2 separate regions of the Mus musculus genome follow, and region 1 is linked to region 2. Evidence: chromatin contacts called from public Hi-C data. All regions are on one chromosome and are shown on one strand. The core of a region is the stretch at or near the end of the contact, and the rest is flanking DNA. Distances in the headings are between cores, read along the strand shown.

The links. A called contact is a pair of places that touch in the nucleus more often than the background predicts.
Region 1: a contact with region 2 is called in a Hi-C map of cortical glia, with 4 times the contacts expected there. The contact joins the promoter of Gpr37 here to the enhancer-like site in region 2. A contact is called at or near these places in 1 of 39 promoter capture datasets (hippocampal neurons), 3 of 484 Hi-C or Micro-C datasets (Sertoli cells, brain and cortical glia) and 1 of 115 datasets of contacts at active chromatin or transcription factors (neural progenitor cells).

The regions. Positions count from the first base shown.
Region 1 is chr6:25,686,591-25,692,382 of GRCm38.p6, reverse strand. Gpr37 (G protein-coupled receptor 37) reads left to right here and starts at 2,403. Exons shown (of 2, transcript NM_010338.2): 1 at 2,403-4,270. The coding sequence starts at 3,287.
Region 2 is chr6:25,459,061-25,464,693 of GRCm38.p6, reverse strand. No RefSeq gene overlaps it. Among named protein-coding and RNA genes, the nearest start is that of Gpr37, 230 kb to the left of the region's middle. Within about 2 kb of position 1,488, at least 10 of the 459 cell types and tissues checked have an H3K27ac peak or open chromatin away from gene starts, as enhancers often do. A contact at or near this core is called in cortical glia, where this site is marked.

The DNA of each region.
Region 1 (5,792 bases), core at 1,154-3,653, 230 kb before region 2:
GCTAAATAACTGATATTCTGCCTGGCTCAAAGAGTTCCTGTGTGTGTGTGTGTGTGTTTCATGGTCACTGTGAAACTTAAGGAGTTAGGGCATGCTATCCATCCAAACAGGAAGGCATCATTATTCAGGTGGAGGAGGGGATACTTAGGAAAATGAAGGCAGCATTCAGATACACATAGGCAGCCCTTCAGTGTTTTCACAATCTACATAAGCATAAGCTGTCTACTTGGGAGCTGTGTTCTGCCACCTTAAAGATGCCAACTGGGGCTTCTAAGAAGGACTTAAAGGGATTTTTCCCCTATAGTTCAGCCTCTTTTCCTTGCTGAGTACCATTAAAATTAGTGGCTCATTTAAGTGATCCAGAGTAGGAAGAGTAGAAAATTGTTTACATATATAGCCCAGTCTTTAAGGTACTTTGAAAGAGAAAACAGCATCACAGACTTTATTTTGGTGTCTTGTTTTTCTGTTCCATAGTTAACCTAGCTCTTGTTTTGGATTTTTTTTAAGAAAGAAAATAATTAATTAAAATTATTATATATAATTAAGTACATATAATATATAAATATATAATATATAACTACATAATACAATTATATATGATAACAAAATTTGATTACAATAGAAGATTCTTCACATAACATTTCCATTCACCAACTTTTGAATAGACTACTAATCCAAATAGCATGTGTCCTTTCTATCCATATATCGACACAGCTCAAATGGCAGTGCAGTATAATGAACCCACTGTTTATTTTTACATTTGTGCTTTCAGGATCTGTCTGGTTGACATGACATACATACAACTAGTTTGTACTGTTTACATACACCAGAGTGGGAATTTTTATTCCTAACTTTGATGTCCTTTACATTATTTCCATGTGATTCTGGTTGCTCTTGCTCTTAGAAATAAGTTCAAAGATTCCTTGTAAGACACAAGGGCTTCACAAGGGTTATTCTTGATCTTATGTTTTGAACGCACAGGATATAAATCTGCAGTATTTTGAGGTATTGACAAATACCGTTGCAAATGGGATTTTCTTCTCTTTTCATTTTTTCTACTTTAAAAGAAGAGTAATTTTATCTGTTTCCATTTTCAGTCATCCAACAAGCTGGTGCTGAACACTACCTCCCTGTGACATGTCATTTGACACTTAACCTTTGGTGAAATCCCGTATTTTAATTTTTGTCTAACTTTTTCCAAAATAGTTTTTTGTTTTTTTTGACCCTTGTCAGTTTTGTTGTTATGTCTGGTGTCTGTGCATCTGCCCATTTGAACCTCAACACAAGAAAAAAAATTATAAAGATTTTCATAGTCTACTACCCTCTCATCTCTCTCTACCTTTTTCTTCTTGGGTCCCTTGTGTGTGCACAAATTTATAACCCGTGACACTCTTTTCATCTCCAGATATTTAAGTAAGTCTCACTGTAGAGTTCCTTTTGCTATGTAAACACATATTCACAAATGACAGTGCTTAGGACGTAGATAGTTTGAGGCTCTTTACTGCAATTGTATTTTTACTGTATTTTCTATTGTGCCCTTAGATAATTCTTCTGTTGTTGCCTTTGTCTCTATCTCACATGTTTATTTCTTCCCCTTTTAAAAATTTGGTCCGATATTTGTCTGTTTTCTCAGCTATACCAAGATTGCTACACGGGGTTGTGTGTATATAAAAATTGGAAAGGCATGGGCATCGTGATGGGAGTTCGGTCCTCCTCAGTTCTCAGTTCTGAACATATCAAGGTTGCTGCGTTCCTCCTGCTCCCTGTGATCAGCTCTAACTCCACCTCCTGGTAGGATGCTTTCAAAGTCAATGTTAAAGGTAACGGGACACCTGGATCCTTCTTACCTTACAATCTACTCTCTTACCGAGTGAATGAAACCAATGAAGTCTGTTTCTTTTCTGACTCTGCTCTGGGGAATCTAAGACTGTGAATGTGTCACTATTCCCTGGGGAGTCTGAAGCCTGAGCATGCGCACCAGTTGCTACCAATTGTTGCAGATCTCAAGAGGCTTGCCCTTTCTACCTTCTCCTCCAGGGATCCCCGCCTGCACCGGGGGTCCTGAGATCCAACCCCCTCCTTAGTGGTGACAGATTAGGTCGGGTTGGTTGGACTATCTAGGGCAATAACCCATGGAGTTCACGTCCTCCTTGCCTTTAGCCGTGCAGATTCGGCGCCTCCGCCCTTGTTCCCGGGTCGCTCCTAGCTTCCTATTGAAAGCTACTGCGAACGCCTTGAATGAAACGTGTGTGGGTTTAGTGTGTGGTAAAACCACCAGGGGATCCCGTCTCTCCACAAACCAGATGCTCTGCTAGAAGGAGGACGAGAGGGAGGCGACCTGGAGTGAAGCCCGCGCAGTGGCTGAGCCGCTGGGAGAGGCCGGGCCACCTCCCCTGTCCACCATGCACCGCTCCGCCCGCCAGCAGCGGTTCCAGGCACCACGCTCTCCACCCGGGTTGCGATGGTGGTGGCAGTGACAAGCTCCTGCAGCCCACAGCACTGTGCACAAAACAGCAGCGCCCTCTCCTCCCTCTCGCTCCACTCCACGCCTTCTCAGCCCGTGCACTAGGCGCAGCCGCTGGCGCCATCCACTTGTCAACTTTGAACTGAAGGAGCAGCAACTTTGACAGTGGCCGCGGGTTTCGAATCTGGCTTCTCCTTGGCAACAGTCCCTTTGAAAGTCGTCGGAGTTAAACGAAGCAAGAGTTTCCTCTGTGCTCCGGTGGTGCCTTGTTTGCAAGGGTCCCCACCCCCCACCCCCCCGCCAGCCGAGAGTGGGATTGTGACAGCCAGTCCCCTAGTGGAGCGGACTTGTTTTTCTTTTTCTCTAGAGACCTCTACTAGCGACTGGATAAAGCAGTATGGAAAGGATGTAAATAGCAGAGCAACTGTTACCAAGAAGACAGCCACCACCCAAAGGCTGGGAGGAGCGCGGGGCTTCCTCCAGGCTGCGCCCAGTCGCAACATTAGGGAACAATCAGGTGGTGTTCGCAACTTTTCAAGGTCAGCCTCTTGGATCTGTTATTTCCCTGGGAACCTTCGGGTGCACCGAGCTTGGATTAGATTTGGCTGGGAAATGCTCAGAACATGAAACGTGGAAGGATTGTAGGGATGTGTTGATGACACCGTCCTTCCCCAAGCGCCCTGTTCCCTCCCAGCAATCTTCTGCTCCCATCCTCTACCCAGCGGTGAGTATGTGACATGTGCCTAACTCTCTGCACCAAGTTTGGCAGCAGGTGTCGGTGCTAAGCTAGAGCCAGGCTAGTAGGTGCGCCCTCGCCGAGCCATGCCAGCCCGGGGCGCGCCTCTCTCGCGCACATCGCGGCTGCTGCTCCTTCTGCTGTTTAAGGTTTCTGTCTCTGCTGCCCTGAGCTTTGTCCCTGAGCCCAGGAATGGAACTTGTCTGGGGGAGAGCTGTTCCCCACTGATCCAACGCCGCAGCAGGGATGCCCGTGGACCTGGGAATTCGGCAAAAGACGCTCTGCGAGTCCATGTGCCCAGAGAGAAACTGGAAGCAGAGGTGAGAGGGGCGACCTCTTGGGACCTCCCACCACCCAGGGGCGGTGACACAGGTGTGATTGAAGAAGCGGCGGCTGCTGGGCCCTTGGGACCTCCAACCAAGCCACCAAGTGCCTGGAGATGGAAAAGTGCCCAGGGTAAAGAACCATCCGGGCATTTGAGGAGAAGGGACCCCACGGATCCCCAACTCTTCTTTCCGACATCGGAGGGGGGAGAGATGAGTTCCAAGCGCGATGGGATTCCCCAGAGCAGGCAGGAGCACAGTGTGAAAACGGAACCCAGAGATCTTTTTTACTGGCCACGAAGAACTGGACAACTCCAGGATTCCCAACACAGGCCTTCAGCAGTACACGAAGGAAGGACCCTTGCTCCTCCAGGCAGGGCACTACCGCAAAACGGGTCTGCAGATGACTGGGTTCCTGACCAAGGGGGTCCACGCCGTGGAAACACCACGCGGCGCGTGAGATTGAAGAACCCCTTCTACCCATTGACCCAAGAATCCTACGGAGCCTATGCGGTCATGTGCTTATCTGTGGTGATCTTTGGGACCGGCATTATTGGCAACTTGGCAGTGATGTGCATCGTGTGTCACAATTACTACATGAGGAGCATCTCCAATTCTCTCTTGGCCAACCTGGCTTTCTGGGACTTTCTCATCATCTTCTTCTGCCTCCCCCTGGTCATCTTCCATGAGTTGACTAAGAAGTGGCTTTTGGAAGATTTCTCCTGCAAGATCGTGCCCTATATCGAGGTAATGACCTCTAGCTACTGCCTTTTTCTGTTTCCGGAGAATAAGCACCTACCTGTGGGACTCTTTGCTTCTTTCTCTGAATCCCTTCTCTTTCCCCCAGTCACTTATGCAAGCACGTGTGTGTATGAAAGAAAGCAGCTTTGCTAAACCATCTTCAAACTCCATTGCTCCTAGCCTGGTGTGTGTGTGTGTGTGTGTGTGTGTGTGTGTGCGTGTGTGTGCGTGCGTGCGTGCGTGTGTGTGTGTGTGTGTGTGTGTGTGTGTGTGTGTGATAGTTCTATATGTACAGCTTTTCTCTGGATATGATATTTTTGACTTGGTATCCTGGGTTAAATAATGGCCAGCCCATGGTTGTCTTTATGGGAACGTAGTACTGGGGGTGGGGTGGGGGAGGGATCATTAATATTCATTTACTAAAGTTCTAGTATTTCATCGTGATTCCACCATGCCATCCCCAAGAGAGGCAATTGAGCTTTTTCTCATTTTTAACTACCAAAGCTGAGGTTATATTTTATGTATAAAAGAACATCAATTTTAGTTTTTGTAGTTGGCCTCATGATATATTAGGAACCTCCAAATTAGTTTAAATTGGTTAAGATATCTACCTTATTGTTTCCTCTACATTGTTAGGACTTCTTTGTGGATCCTTGTTAACTTTTAGAAACAGTTCAGTTTTCTGGATAAACTTAAACAAAAATAAGACTTAGTCCAGTCTCCTATAATCTAACATTTGTAGAGCATAGGACACAAATTTGCCACTGCTATGGCTGTGAAGAATAAACAATTTTAAAATGATTTATAGGTAACATAAGAACAATTCTGAAGTAAAAAAGGAGTTAGCTTCCAAACTTTGAGATGAAAATTGTTTGAACAAGACAAGGTTTTACTGCTTCATGCTAGAGCTACTGTACCCGTCGTTGCTCTAGCAGTAGGAATTTGCTCTGTAAATTGGCTTCTCTTTAAACACCAGCTCTTGGAACCCACCCAAGTGTTTGGCTGCCAGTTGTGGTTTTAGCCAGCTGGGCCTTGATTTTTCTCCATTCAGGCTGTCCATTTCATTTATAGAAACACAAGAAGGGAAACTGTAAATATTCCAGAGCCTCTGATCCTGTCTGGCACCAGGGCCAGTTGACACTGTGTTCAACATTGTCTCAGGCTTAAAATTCCAAGATAAGTAAACAGCAAACAGTGCCTACTGAGAAGGTCCAGAGGCAGAGAGTCAACAAGACCCTCTGTTATTCAGTTTGGGCTCAGATGTAGGACCATCCATGGCTACTAAATCAGCTGTTGCTACTTACCAGGATCCAGGGCCTCACTGTTGCCAAGCACGGAGAGACTCTGAAATGCTGCCATTTACTGGGGAGAGGACATAGTTGGATAGTATAAGAGACTAGGTGTCATGTTACATTTATCTTTTCAAAGGCAATGTTAAGTTTTCTGTGATTTTTTGTTGTAATAATGCAGAAGACTTGTGCCAGAAGGAGATTTAGAAAGTAAAGTGTAAAGTTCAAACAGGATTGGT
Region 2 (5,633 bases), core at 239-2,738:
CAATGGACTGAAGTCGGGGACCCCTGTGGTTGAATTAGGGAAAGGCTGGAAGAAGCTGAGGAGGAATGCAACCCCATAGGAAGACCAGCAGTCTCAACTAACCAGGACCCCCGAGTAATAAAGAAAAAAGAATGATGAATAAATAAGTAAAGTGTAGTTAATTAGTGCACATTTATTATGCTCTGTAGCCCACAGATGAGTAAGTCTTGTTATCTAGGGCAGTGTACATAAATCCTGAGGATTTATGAGTGCTAAAGTTAAGTGAGGGAGAAAGACTGCATCACCTCACTTATATGTGAAATGTGAAAAAGTTTAGCACAGAAGCAGTCAGGTAAGAACTGCCAAGGGATTGGTGCATGGAAAATGGGACAGTGGCCTAAGTGTGAGAACTCCTCACAACACTTTCCAGAATAGAGAATACATTTAATACTACTGTATTGCAGACTTCTAAAAACCTAGATAGATACTATGTCCTCACTTCCATAGGGTTGTCATTAATGTTATGTTCTGTACTTAATACTTAATTTAAAAATAATGTACTGAATTTATTTTATGCACTCAATGTTAAGTTAATATTAAATAATAATAAATGAATGACAATAATAAATAATAGAATTTATTAAATAATGTAATGTCATCATATTTACATTGGCCACATACATGCACTTGTAATGATTGCATCTAATTAAGAGTTCCTAATGAATTTGACTTATGTTATGGTTCTAGTGGTGGATCCTATTGCATGCTACATACATGTTCTATGATGGAGCTACAATGTTGATGTCAGTCTTTATATCTATTTAATTTTTTTACTCCTTATACAGTTTGGCATGCATGCAGCTCTTTCCATAAAGCATGCACTCACTCTAAATGCATTTACTGACAATTCCAAAGCCATTCTCCTTTTAAAAGATGTCTCACCTTCATTTTGGTGCACATATAATTCCACAGCTCACAATAAGGATGTTCTGTGCTAGTGCACAGAAGGCAGGACTGTGGAGTTGAACACTGTTTCCCTCCCTGAACTGCAAAGCAACAGCAATGAAAGGTATCCTTGCTCAGGAGAGAGGGAGCTACTTTCAAACACTGATACCAAAATTCAAAGTAACTGCTTTGAGCAAATTGATTTTTTAACGATTTTTTAAAATTACTCATTAATGAACAAGAGCCTTATGTTATGAGCTACTTTGTGTCACCTAATGGGAATACAAAGAACACATTTTTGGGCGGTAGGCATTGTGTGACCATCCCACAAAAATAGGGCCATGAAGAACAAATGGGTATAGCAAACTTCTTTATCATAACATGAACAATAGGACATAGATAAGAAGTGGATCTCAAAGACCTAGTTCTTTCTTGTGGCTTTACACCTAATTACTGATATATCCCCAGAAGTACGGTTGTTTTCAAGGGAGGTTGTTTTCTTGGGGGTGTGATGAGATGTCACTGCCTATAACAAAAGGCAGTATTGTCTCTGTGTATCTGACTCACTGTTCTTCGGATGATGAGAGAATCTACGATGTCATCAACCCTTTGCCAATTAGAGATGCCAGTACAGTGAGACTGAATTATTAGGCACCAACATTTCACGTTTGATTTAAATGAGTTAAGTAAAAGTTCATCTTTGTTTATTTGAAGATTATGTAAAAAAATATAAGTGAAAATTATTCTCTGTTTACTTTTGGTTGTGTTTAGGTTTTAGTGCCATAGAAATTCTATTTTCATATTTTAAACCCCTCAATGCAACTTTATAAATATCTGCTTGCTCCTCATAAACAGAACAGGTATGATAGCATCAGTTCGTGGTTCCTGACTGTCCCTCTGTGTCTTGCATAGACAAGAGGAAAGGAAACAGAAAAGGAGAAGGCAACTATTTCCACCCCTGACAGATGGAGCCAGATTTCCAGACATCTAAGACTCTCCCAAACATTTTAAGACTCACTTTATTGAATTTTTGATAAAGTCAAATTTTTCACATGGGGTAAAGTTTCAATTAAATGACTAAAATAGTAAAGGGAACCAGATGTGCTGAAGGATTGTTTGCTGGATAAAAAGATGGAGATTCTGAAGAGGCTCTTTTCTGCACTGTATAATTGTAAGTTGCCCCCCCCCCAGCACTCGGAAAAAATGTCAGAAATACCTTGAGTTGCCTGTGTATATCAAAGGTCAGAGGTGAGATTAGAAAGAGTAGACATAAGGAGACTTTCAAAATCACCTTCTCACTCACTTATTACTGATATATTATTCATGGCACTTCTACTGCATACTCCAACTGGAACAAGTTCTTGGGACACAAAGATAAAGGTGCTATGGACCTTAACATGAAAGAGCATCTGGTCTATGAGAGTGACAGGCTCGAAGACATAAGCTATAGCATGTCAAGGGGCCTCTGAGAAAACCAATTTCATGTCACGCATATCAGAAAAATGAAAACTAGAGTCACAAGGCGATACTGTCTGAATTCAGAAAGGATATTATTTTAAAAGAAAGGAAGGAAGGAAAGGAAGAAAAAGAAAAAGAAAAAGAAAAAGAAAAAGGCTGGATGTGGTGATATATGCCTATGACCATAACACATGAGAGGCTGAAGCAGGGAGATCAAGGGCTCAAGGCCAAACTTAGCTACATAGAGAGTTTTAACTCAGCCTGGGCTATATAAAATCCTATCCTGAAAAGTAAAAATACAAAAGGCTACAAAAATTGATGAGAGTTGATGTGAAAACATAATCCTCATATTCTGTAAACTGCTAAATTGAATGAAATAGTATGGTTAGCCTTCAACTATCTGAAAATATCAATCACACTACTAGAAAAATTTATAGAGAGAATGGAATTATTGTATCAAACTAAAATGTGAAGTTTATATTTATTACAACACTATCATTACAACCACTTTATAGAGTCTACTATAGTGGTCATCAAAGAATGAGTGGAATGTGTGGTGTGTGTATGTCTGTGTGTGTGTATAATATAGTTTGTCTATGGAAAATAACACAATTTTGTCTTCTATAGCAACGTGCATGGAACTAGAGTACACCGTGTCAAGTGAAATAAGCCAGAAACAAATAACACACCTTGTCATTCACATGTCAAAGCTCCAAATTGAACTTATGAAAGTCAGGAATAAAATAGTAGTTGCTAGAAAGTACGAAAGGACTGGAGACAGTGTCATAATGGTTAATGCATACAAAAACTAAATCAGTTCTATTTCTTTTAATATCAGAGGGTAATTCTAACAACCTTTATTCTTTATTCAAAATAACTGGAAGACTCCAAGGGGTTCCAACATCTATCTGTGATAAACACTTTCCAAGGCAGAAAAGCTTATTATTATGATTGAATCTTTAAGATTATATTCATGCATGACATCATCTGTACCATATATTACATATGTAATATAGTAGGTACAAATATTAGTAGCCATCATTCAGAAGAACAGGCTCTGTGCCTCACCCCACAGATAATGAGTGGCAGGGTGAACTCTCCCACACTCACACCCTAGAGACTGGCTCACCCACACAACAACCAGCACCAGCTCCACTGTGCTGAATGATGCTGCTGGTAAAAGATGGGGCTATCTCTCCAGAATGTCCCAGCCAGTGAGGGGCAGGGCCAGTTCTACACATCCCCTGGATATCCACATGGTCCTGGCAGCTGCCCTGATCAAGGAGATCCCAGTGCTCTCTAGTGGTAACATGAGCTATAGACATCAGCAATGTCCCCTGACTCTCCTAATAGTTATGGATGCAGGATAGCCCTTGGTGTCAGCTCAGGTTGGGGCTTTACCCAGGCCTCAGGTAGCAGGGCTGGCCACTTACAACAGGCTACCTCTCTCCACCCTCAAGTAGCTACATGATGCTCAAGCTGTACCACTTCTCTTTGTCTCCCATCTGGCTATAGCATACTCGCACATTGTGATGGCTCTAGCCACAGCTTGGGCATGTGGCTAGTGGGACCCGGGGTGACATTCTCCATCCACACTGCATGGCTTAGTGGCATGTAGGTGTCTATGGTCACCTGTGCTGTGTGCCCTAGGGCAGATCTGTGGGTGCCATGGTGCTTCGAAGATCTCTCTGTCTTTTTCCGATGTGCTGTTCTGCTTGAATTTGATTTGGTCACTCCTCTGCTCTGAGGTGGCCTTGGATGGGGGATTTGCCCCCTCATACCTCTCCCTTTAAGTCAGTCATGAGAGCAAGTAGGTGAGCCGGCATTACCCCTCACCAGCTGCAGCACTCTGGTGAACAGGGGACCCTAGGTATAGTAGAGCTGGCCATCGTAGAATGGGCAAGCAGGTAAGTTGCTGCCCTGTTTCATTACCCACAGGGTGAGAACACAGGAGAGCTGGCCCTACCACTTACTGCTCATCTGCCATGAGGTGGTGTGGGTGCAGGGGTGATAGCCTCTCTCTACTCCCCTTGGAACCTGCGTAGTCAGCAGAGCTGGCCCCAAAGGCATGAGAGCTGAAGAGCTGGCTATGTCCCCTCGCTGTTATACTCAGCAAAGCAGGCCCTGCACTTCCCGCAGGCAACACAATGGAGCCAGCCCTGATGGTGAGGGCAAGGGTTTGAGAGCAGTAAATCTGGCCCAGTCCCTCACAGTTTACAGATCTTGGGAGAGCAGGCCCAGAGCCTTGACTGGGCAACACAGTGGAGCTGGCTCTGCAGGCATGGGTGCAAGTGAGCCAACCGCGAGGGCATAAGAGTAAGAAAGCATACCTTGCCTTCTGCTGCTGATAGTATTGGGTGGCCTAGCTGAAACAGTGCTGGAAAACTCACTCTGGGGATTCGGATAAAGGAATGCTGGTGCGCTGACCAGCTCAGCTACAACCTAGACCCAAATCCACAGCTCTGAGTTGGCCCACCCAAATTATATATATGTATATATATCACTGGAGAGTAGTTGGGATGTGTGAAAAGGCCAGTCCTGTTGATCCAGAGCTCCAGAATCTCCTTGAGACAGGGAAATAACAGGATAACTGGAAGTTGAGATTCCAATATTGACGATGTCACAGAAGCGAGAACTCTTGAAGCAGACCAATGACTCATTGCAATGATCATTTGCACGTGATTAGTATGGACAGAAGTATATGCTGTGGGACATACAGTGGCATATTACAACTTCCATTATGATGTTTTCTATGCTTCTTTTTGAGGTGTGTGTGTGTGTGTGTGTGTGTGTGTGTGTGTGTGTGTGTGTGATTTATTGTGGGGCAGAAGTTGCAAGGGCAAAGGATGGATATGAGTGGACAGGGAAATGAGCAGACTGGTCGCATCATGTGAATCTCACAAAGTATCAATTAAAAAGTGTTTTTGTAAAGGAAAATTAAATTGTAATTTTCTAGATTAACCTAGAAATGTCATGGTACATAGAGTGAAGAATCTACAGTACTGAATCTGGCATTAGCTTTGAAATGGTCACTGAGGCTTTGACCACATTAATTTAGCTTTTGCTTTAATTTCTTTATTGGAAAATTGTGAAACTTCCATTGCAGATTACATATGCATAGAACTCTCAAATAATGTCTTCGAGAATAGAAGAACATCAGAAGTATAAACACGCCCAGGAGGCTTTTGCCTCAGGATCCTCAGGAGCCATCTTGGTTCCAGGACTACACAGAAAGTAGTCTGCACAGGTGA